Regions from separate parts of the Mus musculus genome. Here all the other regions are linked to region 1. Evidence: chromatin contacts called from public Hi-C, Micro-C and promoter capture Hi-C data. All regions are on one chromosome and are shown on one strand. Each heading gives the region's core, a stretch centred on a gene start, on an enhancer-like site or on the middle of the called end of the contact. The rest is flanking DNA. Distances are from core to core; before and after follow the strand shown. Region 1 overlaps Bnc2 (basonuclin 2). Region 2 overlaps Bnc2 (basonuclin 2). Region 3 overlaps Bnc2 (basonuclin 2). Region 4 overlaps Bnc2 (basonuclin 2).

Evidence for each region. Hi-C and Micro-C count contacts between places; a contact is called where the count stands out from the background. Capture Hi-C pulls out chosen DNA fragments and counts their contacts.
Region 2: a contact with region 1 is called in a Micro-C map of muscle stem cells, with 7 times the contacts expected there. The contact joins two enhancer-like sites. A contact is called at or near these places in 1 of 39 promoter capture datasets (the 3T3-L1 cell line), 3 of 484 Hi-C or Micro-C datasets (embryonic fibroblasts, muscle stem cells and uterus), 1 of 115 datasets of contacts at active chromatin or transcription factors (kidney) and 2 of 9 other capture datasets (adipose tissue and pancreatic islet).
Region 3: a Hi-C map of uterus shows a contact between it and region 1, with 2.3 times the contacts expected there. The contact joins two enhancer-like sites. A contact is called at or near these places in 2 of 39 promoter capture datasets (3T3-L1-derived adipocytes and epiblast stem cells), 1 of 15 datasets of contacts at CTCF or cohesin (the NIH/3T3 cell line), 4 of 484 Hi-C or Micro-C datasets (embryonic fibroblasts and uterus) and 1 of 9 other capture datasets (adipose tissue).
Region 4: a promoter capture Hi-C map of adipose tissue shows a contact between it and region 1. The contact joins two enhancer-like sites. A contact is called at or near these places in 1 of 39 promoter capture datasets (the HPC-7 cell line), 1 of 484 Hi-C or Micro-C datasets (nephron progenitors), 1 of 115 datasets of contacts at active chromatin or transcription factors (embryonic stem cells) and 1 of 9 other capture datasets (adipose tissue).

What each region holds. Positions count from the first base shown.
Region 1 is chr4:84,521,945-84,524,793 of GRCm38.p6, forward strand. All of the region lies in intron 3 of Bnc2 (basonuclin 2), which reads right to left. Among named protein-coding and RNA genes, the nearest start is that of Bnc2, 150 kb to the right of the region's middle. Within about 2 kb of position 1,392, at least 124 of the 459 cell types and tissues checked have an H3K27ac peak or open chromatin away from gene starts, as enhancers often do. A contact at or near this core is called in adipose tissue, embryonic fibroblasts, muscle stem cells and 1 more, where this site is marked.
Region 2 is chr4:84,456,380-84,459,220 of GRCm38.p6, forward strand. The region is part of intron 3 of Bnc2 (basonuclin 2); the gene reads right to left. Among named protein-coding and RNA genes, the nearest start is that of Bnc2, 220 kb to the right of the region's middle. Within about 2 kb of position 1,377, at least 49 of the 459 cell types and tissues checked have an H3K27ac peak or open chromatin away from gene starts, as enhancers often do. A contact at or near this core is called in embryonic fibroblasts, muscle stem cells and uterus, where this site is marked.
Region 3 is chr4:84,406,483-84,409,279 of GRCm38.p6, forward strand. The region is part of intron 4 of Bnc2 (basonuclin 2); the gene reads right to left. Among named protein-coding and RNA genes, the nearest start is that of Gm33597, 190 kb to the left of the region's middle. Within about 2 kb of position 1,274, at least 31 of the 459 cell types and tissues checked have an H3K27ac peak or open chromatin away from gene starts, as enhancers often do. A contact at or near this core is called in adipose tissue and uterus, where this site is marked.
Region 4 is chr4:84,626,479-84,629,332 of GRCm38.p6, forward strand. All of the region lies in intron 1 of Bnc2 (basonuclin 2), which reads right to left. Among named protein-coding and RNA genes, the nearest start is that of Bnc2, 47 kb to the right of the region's middle. Within about 2 kb of position 1,368, at least 9 of the 459 cell types and tissues checked have an H3K27ac peak or open chromatin away from gene starts, as enhancers often do. A contact at or near this core is called in adipose tissue, where this site is marked.

The DNA.
Region 1 (2,849 bases), core at 142-2,641:
AGAGAGATTTAATGTTGGTGTCATTTCACTCTTTCCTTCTTGGAAAATAAGAGGAAACTTTTAATAAATCAGATTGGAAAGGACTGAGCAGAGCTACAACATCCTTTTCATAATTAAAAAAAAATGCTTCCATGATTAGAACTATCAACTATATTTCCAGATAAACTAAATGCACATGAAAGGTTATTTGACACTTTTATTTTCACACCCTGTGGGGGGGGGGGACAACTTTAAAACTGGTTATAATAAATAATAAAACAGAAAGGAAAAAAAAACAAATACCAGCAAAACCCTACATTTTAAAATCCCCGACTGGAAACCAGAGTCAGCCAAACTCTACTATCACCTGAGCAGCCACAGAGTAAAAGGAGCCAACTCTGTGGGGACCACAAGAGCTTAGGGAAGACGGTTAGTATATGAATATGTCTTACATGTGAAGCATCAAGTCCACATATAAATCTCGATTTTGTTGTAAAGTTGATTGCTTGCTAGTTTAAGACTTCCCATAAACAATGTCAATATATCTGTTTAAAAAGAACAAACCATCATACAAACACCACTAATCAGATTAAACTCTGGAGGTCTATTTTGACAAAATCATTTTATAAAAATGTACAAATCAAGCCCTTAAAATTCTACATAAATAGGGTACACTGGCTTACTCATGCCTCATTTTTTGTACAATATTCATGTTAAATTTCCGTTATATTCTGGAAGTATTTTAACATTTGGAAACATAGAGAAACTGGCAATTCAGAACTACAGCTCAAACTATGACTTTTCTTAAGCTATAGCTCTCCTCTTCACAGGGAGAAACCCAAATGCTTTACAAAGGTAGAGAGCAAGAGGAAACTGTTCCATCAGTGCACATTTTAATCTCTTACAAATGAACCGGATCATGAAAGAGTCCTGAGTGTTATTTGTAACGCTCACAAATACAAGCTATCAGTCCTCGGCAGGCAACTGTATGTTTGAAACAATAAAGGAGGCAGAAACACTCCTTGAGAGGGGCAAGGGAGGGACAGTGTGCAAAATCAGAGGTCATTGTTGAGGCCTGTACCCTCAACCTGAGGCTCCACGCAAGGTTTCATAGCACTCTTCCTTCCAGATACTCAATAACTTCCCTGTTTAAACTGCTCAAATTCCAGAATTCCTGGTTTTAAATCACGATGGAAAAGTCTGGAGAGAATTGAATTAGAATGGCTCAGGATAGCCTTTCTAAATGCAGGAGTGTTGGGGGGGGGGGGAGAACACAAGCGAGCACATACTTAAATTTGTTTTGTTTTAACTCAGACCTTCTGCATTCCAAAATTGTATGCCTCTGACTAATATAAACCGTTGTTATAGAGAAGCAGTTAAGGGGAGGGGGGGAGAGCCAGGGAGAAGGAATGGGGGAGTGGTAATGGTAACACACAGTACCATGAGCTGCAGAGGCCTCCCAGTCAGTGGTGCAAGGTTAACAGAGCAGTCCCGCTGGCCTTCAGGCAGACAGCAAAAACAGCCTGGGGAAAGGGGGACAGGGATGGCGGCCAGGGAGGGGGAGCCCTGCTTGGGCAGTTTACACAAGGCAGCTCAGCTCCTTTCTGGCTCATTCCTCCTCTCTATCTGCCGGCCTCTGTGTGTGTGTCTTGTCATATTTTCTTCAGCTGCTAATTGTCCGGACTACAAGACTTTAAACAGCCACAGTTGAAGAAAAAAAGTGAAACCCTTCTAAGTGACCATCAGAGCAAATCAGCTTCATGCTGATGGGTAAAATTTTCCAAGGGAAGTGTCCTTCTGATAGTTCCTGCGCCTCCAAGTCACCCCACCCCCAACCCCACCTCTGCCACACACACTCCCCTGGAGGGCTAAATGCACTGTGGCAATAAAACATTCATGCGACTTGGAATTTTAACACAATGCCATTTCCCTAGTTTAACCTGAAAGGAATGCACTAGTCACAACAGACTACATCATCCTGCCATTAAACCCTGCCAAGGAACCACTTTTTGGCCATGCTGGGCCAGCTTTGACGGGAAAGGAGTACACAGACCCACACACTGAGCACAGAGGGGCCACCTCTGCTTCCTCAGCCTTATCCAGAAACACCCTGCCCTTGAACATGACTCCTGACCTCTTGCATTGTGACTGGCTTGGGAGGCATGTGTCACCCTGGAACTTCTGTACAGCCACACACTGAGCAGGCCATTTGTGGATCCCTCTGAACAAGTCCTTGGGCAGATGCCAGCATCCTCTCTTATTACTACTGCTACCATTCAGGACCCTATGGCTTCGCAGAAGGAGGCTTTCTCCTGGGCTAGATAATGCTGTGAGATGCTGTGGGGCTTACTTTCCTCTGTTTTGTGCTTTTTTAAGAAACAAACTTCACTTTGCATTCATAATTAGGTTATGATTACTGACATGACCATTTGCTTTGGGGACTCCTTAGCGAAGGTGCCAGTTCTTTCACATTTAAGTGACATTTAATTTAGACTTACAAAATACAAAACAGAAATAATTCTGATGTCTCCTGACAATTTTAGAAGAAAATTTTTAGAAGAAAAAAAAAAATCAAAGGTGAAGAATTCTAAAACACGAAGTTAACCATATCACATAGCTAAAGCCTTATCACAACAGAAGCAAGCAACTGTACCGGATTTAAATCTGAACTTCTTGACTCATTACTTGTGAAGATCATGCTTGCAAGCAATGTAAACAAAAAGCAAGCGAAGGAACAAGACAACACACGCCTGCCCCTAATGAGGAGTTGAAGTCACACGCACTGGGCTGGGGATGCAGCAGAGGCATCCAGCATTGGCAAAGCCCTGAGTTCAATCATCAGCATGGTAAAAATGCATAAATCAGTAAGA
Region 2 (2,841 bases), core at 127-2,626, 66 kb before region 1:
GGTCAATGGTCCCCCCTAGAAATGAGTACAAAGTGCTGAAGTATTCCCTGCCATGAGTCATCTTAATAGATACTCTAGTGGCGGCCTGTGGCCCAGCAGTGAGTCCGGAAAGCAGAGCTTTTAATAAAGCAGCACTTGCACACGCTCACAGCCCCATTAATTTAATACCTGCCGCTTGTTTACCAAACAGCACAGGCATGTCTCCGTGTCGATAACTTCCCAGTGACAGTGAGGCGACTGAATGTGGGCAGGGAACAGATGCACCTTTTTACGCTCTGTTAAACCATGTCACAGACTACAGCCCCTGAGCGCATTCCTTTATTTATGCTGTAGCCAGTTGAGCTAATTGTCAGAGACAGACCTGGTTCTAATTCTGCAGAGTGCCGCAACTGCAGGAGCATATGTGCTGAGGCATGAACGGTGCAGAGCTCTAAAAGGAAACGGTTAGAAAACGGAGTCAGAGGGTGGACGCATAATCTGCCAATAGACTACCCACAAAGACTTCAAAAATGTCACCTTTGCAATAGTAGATTAGGAGAGAGGGGGCAAAGGTACAGCGTTGGGAGGATTCAAAGGAACGTGAATTTGAAAGCAAATGCCTATGCACAGACAATACACCATCTGCAGAATCCACTCTACTGTGGCTGTAGTTCACCCTATGCAGGTGTGAAACACTCAGTCTCAAAGACTACCCCATAGAGGGCTAAGGGGCGACACAGTGCAGCCCAGCGGCTCTGCACAACCCCAGTAACAAACACTGCAAACACCCTAGTCCAACTCTATTAGTGACAAAAATATTTGAAAGACTCATTCATCCACCCATAAACTCTAGTGAGCTTGGACAAAGGAACTCCCGTTTATTGTTCTCCACATATCCTGTGGTATTAGCAGTGTTTCTTATTAACTGCAATACCACACTCATATTTTATCAGTAGCGAGAGTTCACTCCAGTTAAAAGTTCTTCACCCGTCATGGACATTTTTCAGCAAATTAATATCTTTTACTTGCATGACTTCTCTTCATATTACAGTTTGGGGTTTAAATGGATCATGATACTTTGCAGAAAGGGGAAAAAAAAAGACAAAAAGAGCTTAGTGTTGATAATTTTTACTACTTATGACTAAATGACCTCAACTGAAGAATAAAAAATTAAGTCATTTGTCTTATGAGGTACAGAGGACATTTTATGGTGAACAATTTAACTAATAATGGGTTGGGGCCAGTCCTTAACAAGTCACATGCTTCCATTGTCCCTTCACCCTCTGCTTATGTTTTTACCACATCCTAACAAAAACATGACCAGAACTGGTGAAAACCATACGGTTCCAACTAATGAATCACATAGTTTCCCGCAAGTACAGTAAGTACTACCAGCTGTGTGACAGTCTGACTTTGGCACTGGAACCAGTGCCGAAAAGGCAGGCCCATTTGAACGCAGCTGTATTGAAAAACCACAAGCAATGTAAGTGTGTCTGCCTGCTCGGGGCGGCTCTGTCTCTGCTCTGTCCTTAGAAAATGCCAGGCATCTTGTTTAGAAAAAGTCTCAGGAATTACAGAGATAAGGAGAAAACCCCACAAAATGTAAAAACATACTGTTTTCAGAAAATGTCACTTTGTAAAGCAGAATGCCATAAGAAAGCAATAAAAGGAGCGGATGTGGACACATACAGAGACACATGTGGGACGGGTCACATGCCTTGACTGAAGGTGGCCTATATACATGTATCTGAGTAAGAGAGGGGACAGAGTGGGCAAGGAATGACAGTAAACACGGATGCTCACCGACAGACACACTCTCTCTCTCTCTCTCTCCCCCCCCCTCTCTCTCTCTCTCTCTCTCTCTCACACACACACACACACACACACACACACACACACACACACCTGAAACCACACAGAGAAAACAACACCCAGACTTTTCAACTGATGTCTCACTAGTGACCGCATGAATTCCTACTATTTAAATTTGCCCTTCACACAAGAGTAAGTTTCACTTGTAAATCAAGAGCATTCTGGAAAAAAAAAAAAATAAAGCAACCTCCCTGGCAAGCTGAAGGTATTTTTACATGCACGCACTTTTTCTTGCTGCACACCATCATTCCCATGAATAAATATCACTGAAAGGGAGAGATATGCTCCACTTTCCTAATCTAGACGTGTTAATGTGGAAAAAGCAGAAATCGTTTTTAAGTGTCTGTTGTGACAAGGCAGTAGCTGTTACATTTCACTATTACTTAGTGATTGGTAGTAGGGTTAAGTATCAAGCTGAGAAAAACAAATACCTAGGGATATTGTTTTCCACTAAGTCTCAACTAAAAACGAATAATAACAACGGTCAAACACTTTATTTGTTGGCTAGCGTTTTAAATACAAGGAAGCCAGTGTAGGACTAACGGAAAGGTCTGCCTTTGATGTTTGCTTTTATCGCCTAATTAGCCAAACACGTTATTTTTAGCTTGTGTCAAAAAGACGCTTGGTTCAGCAGTAATCTAATCCAAAAGTCATAACAACACTACATCTTCTTTTTTTGTTTATACCACAGTTCTATGGATATTTTTTGTTTGTTTTTATGCAGCTAAGAATTGCCACATGAAGTGCAACTTTGACCCTTGGGATTTAAATTCATTCTTAGTGAATTCAGGTGCACTTGGTGAGGGCCAGGTCCAAAGCAACCGTTCATCAAATCTATCACTAGAGCTGGCTCGGGCCAGAAAGATGGCACCACACCTTCCTCAATGAGACAAGGCAAATGAGGGAAATCCACTCAGGTTTGAAAGACCACAGCTACCCATAAATAAGAACAGCACACAGAGCCACAGAGAAGCCACAGGGAGATATTAA
Region 3 (2,797 bases), core at 24-2,523, 120 kb before region 1:
CAACACATAATGCACTGCTCTCTACTTCTCAAAAACCGGGAAGCTCTAGTGAGACTTCACAGTGGTCTGGGATAAAGTTGTCTGGAGTAACTTTGTCTCTGCTTCTGTTCAAATGAGGCCCACACAGCTGCCCTAGAGTTCTTGGACGAGGAGACTGCCCCTGAAGAGCTCTGGGCCTCACAGCCAAGATAAACCGGTACAAAACTCCACTCTGAAGCACACCCCCTTCCACACTGCACTTTGAAAGACTCTGTTTTTGTCTCTGAGATGGGGTCTCAAGTATTCCAGGCTGTGCTCAAACTCACCATGAAGCTGAGAATGACCATGAATGGCTGATTCTCCTGCCTCTACCTCCCAAGGGCTAAAACTCTTAGACAGTCTCATGACTGTTCATGTTTAGAATTACCGCATTGACTACATAGGATTTGAGCTAAAATGCTTATGCCAGAACATTAGGGTAACTCCCCACTCATTTTATCTTCCTTCAAGCCACTGTGATATTTAGGCGCATTCCTATTATTATTTGAATTTGCACATAAAAGAACCAGAACACAGGAAATACATTAGTCTGCCTACAGCTATCTTTTAACTAGTCAACTTTGATATATCTGTTATTTTGATTCAGTAATTAAAACAACTAACACTTCACCAGGCTTTTACTATGTACAAATCATATAGATATCTTCACAGAAAAAAAAAATGAGAAAAACTTAATTAAATAACCTGGAAATGGTTCCAACAGTCAGAGCTAGAACAAGCTGCAAGCTCCTTATTCAACAGCTGTCCCTTTAACTCTCTCTCTAGCATCCTCCCTTTAACTGATGTAGAGCTTTGTCACAGTCTGAGAAAGAGAGTTCTGAAAACGTCAGTTTCACCCAGGAAGCCCCTGACCAGTAAATCAGCACTGACAGTACTTAGGACACAAGATCTTGCAACACTCATCCTGCATCACGTGACAACATATCTGAGAAGCTAGCAGGCAGATGGCCCAGGACTTTGAAAAGGAGGCACTGTTTGAACGATGCTAAAAGAAAATTGAAGGAGTTTAAAGCAACATGCAGAAGGTGGGTAGGCTGAGAAAGCAAGGGAACCCGCAGCTGAGGGATGCGATGAGAGAGCAGCCAGAGCCATTAATCAAGCACAGGCCTTTACATCAGGATGTCCTCCCTTTATGGCTTATCAGCTCCAATCAGGGAGGAGAGGAGAGAGGCAGGAGAGGGCACTGTGCCCCCAGGTCAAGCAACAGTCTCCTGTGCCAGGCAGGAAATGGCTTTGTTTTCACTCAAGTGAAGCAAGTACAGAAATGTTCAAGGACTTTCCTCATGGAGACAGCAGAACAGAATGCCGGGACAGCAAAAGCTGGTTCCTCTAAGGAAAGGATCTGAGGCTAGGCACAGCCAGGTTCTGGAACACTGTAACAATCTAGAAGCATTTTCTTAAATGGCCAACCTTCCACCTTTGGTCAGACTATCATCACTGCACTATGCTAAGAAGCACCCAGCCTAGTAGTGTGCTGTTACAGTTCACCAAGTCCTAAACACCTGCTAAAAATGTTCTTCCAAAGTACAATTGCTGACAGACCTTCTCCATGTCAGTTAGAGTAAGGCCAGAGCTGTGCTGTGGGTGAATATGTGAGAACATTATCTTCCTGTAACAAAGGAAAGTCCGGTTTTCTTCTCAGTGTGCTATGTATCCTGGGAAGTCTATACATGATTCCAGACAGTGCTGTCAAGTCTCTCAGAATGAACAGGAGAGCACAGACACTTCAGACATTTTATTGCTGAGGATGGGAGACTTTCCAATGTGAAGAAGAAAACTGGCTGAGGAAGATGAGCCACAGCTACGGAGACACAAGATAGGTAGGGGCTGATGGCAAACTCCTTTCATAGATATTTACATAAATTGTAAGCTTAACACAGACTGAGACAAATAATAAAGACATTTGACCTCTCATATGGAAGTATTGACTTTGATCTGTCCTGTTCAAGTCTTTATAAGGCACCATGTCTACAATAAACTTGTGGAATTTGTAAACAGAATTCCAAGAGCGCCTGATTCAAAATGTAAGACAAACATAACCAAGAGTTTTGATTATAGAATGCCTTGGATCCTAGGTTAAAATTTCATTTTACATACTGAGTCTTAATAGAAACTTAATTGACATTTATGAGTTTAGTAAATAAAAACAGGAAATCCAGCAACATCTATGTGATGTACACTTACATTAAAAAAAACTACAACTTTTTTTTGGTGGATATTTTATACTTTCCATTTAAGTAAGGGCCTCTAGTCTACGAAGACCTATTAAGTAAAAGGGGAGAATGCAAACTTAATGAGACTGAGAACAAAAATCACTTTCTGCTGATTATACAAGATTTAGAAGTAGGGCTGGAGAGGTGGATCAGCAGGTAACTACACACACTACTCTTGCAGAGGACCCAAGTTTCATTCCCAGCTCCCACGTAGGAAGGCTCATAACTGCCTGTAATTCCAACTTGGGGAGATCCAGTGTCCTGTTTTGGCTTCCACAAGCACCGGAACTCATAGTCTTCCACTCCAACTGCAATAGTGTGTGTGTGTGTGTGTGTGTGTGTGTGTGAGATGTATGCACACACATATTCTTTTAAAATTAAATCTTTACAAGAAATGCTGTAAACAGTGACCTATATAAGCAATAAGGCTCGCAGCATAGTAAATCATAAAGTAGGATGGTAAATGACTCTAACTTAACTCTACTGTCCTTGCATTTCATGTGTCACAGGATCCAAAGTCCACGGGAAAATGCTTTATGTCGTAT
Region 4 (2,854 bases), core at 118-2,617, 100 kb after region 1:
ATCAGAAATATTTATATTTCGACTTAATAAACGAAGACATGAGATATTGTGTCTTTACAAGGTATTCATAGGCCGTATGCTAACTAATCTATGTAGGTTAATAAGAGCACATAAATCCATGACAAACCGACTAGATCCCTAGACATAAAGAACCAAACAAAATATAAAAATTGTGTGGAGAATACCAATCCATTAGTACTACAGGTTATTCATGAAAAGAGAAGACATTTAAAATGGACTTTTATGCAGAAGCGTAGCTAAGAAGTAGGGTCCTGGCTAACATACACATGGGCCTGGGTTATGGCTCTCTGGAACAACAAAAATCAAAGACAAAAAGACTTTAGAAGCTTAGGATGAACTCTTCCAAGAGCAGAGATGAGGATGCAGAGGAGAGAAGCGTTGTATTGTGCTGAAGGGATACCTAAAGCAGAAGTCATACAGCTAGTGTAGCAGATAGGAGGGCAAACAGATGCAGTAGGAAAGTCATCCAAGGACCACAGCGGGCAAAACTCACACTCTATACAATGCTTGAGGAAAATGGCAGCATTAACAAACCTGATGTTTGTATAGAAGCTGTGGAGTGACAAAAGGCAAGATGAACAGCAGTAAAGAGTTTACACAATGAAGGCTGGTAAGGGTACCTCTCTCTGCGGGAGGCCAGCCTAGGTAGATTCGAAAGCCACAGCAATCTAAGTTCTACAGCCATGCCAAGGATAAGCATTTGAACTCTCAGCAATGAGCAGTGACTGAATCGTTCACTTTTCTTATAACATAATGCTCTGGTTAGCCATAATGTGTAGGTGCAGTTGTTACCATCCCTTTTAACTCTAAAGATTTGTACTATCAGCTTTGTATCTGGATCTTACTTTGAAAGACTCCTCTCTATCAACTCAACTGTTACTGGTTCACAGATTTGATAGAGTGACATTTTCTTGTAAGTAAGACAGAATTATCCTACAGCTCACATATCAACCCAAAGGCAGATGTGGAATCTTGGGTTCTTATTTCTAATATGGATTAATAATATTCTGGAAGAATTAATGGGCATATCTAGAATACGTTAAAGGAAAAGGTAAAAATGCCCCTATTGTCTCCTTCCTTCTTAGCTGTATTTGTTATTTTTCATGATTAATTAAAATGCAGTTAAACTTTAAGCAAATATTTTCACTTTCCCTTCTCTTAATTACCCCACTGCTGGTAGGGCTGCATAAGTTTTGCCCTGGGTTAACGCTGGAGTGCAGCCTAATCACTCGCTTGAGACAATGTTCTGGCCAAGGAAAGCAAAAGCCAGTTGTCCCTTGTGTTTGAACAATACGCAAGACACTTCCAGTAAGACCTCCTTGTACCCAATACTGGTTCTGATGAACACTTCAGTCCTGATTTATGTCGGAGATCTTGAGCGTTTGCCATATTACCACTGTGAGCTTAAGAACATGAACCTGAGTCACGAGAACTCAGATGTCCAGTCTGCAGGGAAGAATGGGAACACTGGTGCTAGCCCTGAGTAAATGGCGACAACCTTCCTCTGAGTTATCTGTTCTAAAGCAACTGTCATGTCTTTCTGATGTTTTCTACACATAAAGTATACAGCCACAATGAGCGTGTAGAAAAGCTGGGGAAAAACACACATGTAGAATTCGGTGCCAATACCATTATTAAGTGATTATAAGAATAAAATAAAAATGCTAAGAAATTGAGAGAACCTAACACATAAAACATATGAAACTCAAGGCCAGATGCAGAGCAAGCTTCGCAACCGTCAGTCACAGCAACACGAGTGTGAGTGTGCGGCCTCTTTTTCCTTAAGTGGCTCAACTCTAAACTCCTAGACTCAAGTGTGTAGCTTCACATGTGTGGTCTAAAGATGCTCACAGCACTTTCCTTATCCTATAATTAAATCTCGTAATAAAAGCATAGTGCTCTGAAGAGGGAATTCAGGGGCAGCTGGTAAGTTTCACTGGAAATGATCTCATCTGCTAACCATCCAGGACTCCCCAAAGTTTGGAAGCCTTCTTGTGTCACTTGCCACTAACAAGGAAATGAGAGGGTAGGGAGGCACCTTCCCCCTGAGAGAAATTTTACTGCGTTCTAGGTCAGTATTTCACCTTAGATACAAAATGCACATAGGCAGGACACTCTGATCCCAACTTGAAAATTCTAACCACTGCCTTCTACTGAGGTAAAGCAAGCATTTGTATAAACAGCATGCAAACTGGTGGGTGTTTGTTAGTGTTCCAAGGACTAAAGGAATAAAAACCTCCGCTACCGGGGTCACTCATGCTTGCCTTTCTTCTCTCTCTCTCTCTCTCTCTCTCTCTCTCTCTCTCACACACACACACACACACACACACACACACACACCACATCTAGCCATCTCTTAAGGCAACTGGCTATCCTATGAACTGACCTTCCTACAGCAATAGTCCTAAACCTTCCTAACGCTGCAACCCTTTAATACAGTTCCTCATGTGGTGATGCCTAACCATAAAATTATTTTTGTTGCTCTTTCATAACTATAGTTTTGTCACTGTTATGAATTATAATGTAAATAATTGTGTTTCTGTGATGGTGTAAGGCTACTCCTGTGAAAGGGTCACTCAACCCCCAAAGGCATCACGACCCACAAGTTGAGAACCATGGATCTAGTGGCAATAATGTAGAGAAAATGACAACAATTTTAAATACGGCAGGAAAAAGTCTACCTCACTAATGCCACAAACTCTTTCTTATTGTGTGAAAAATATTTTAAAATCACAGGTGAGAACACCTAGCACTGCCTATTTAAACTCTGATTTCTCATCTCTTTACCCATAAGCTCAAAAGAGTAAATCACAGACGCAGAGAGCTGCTGTAG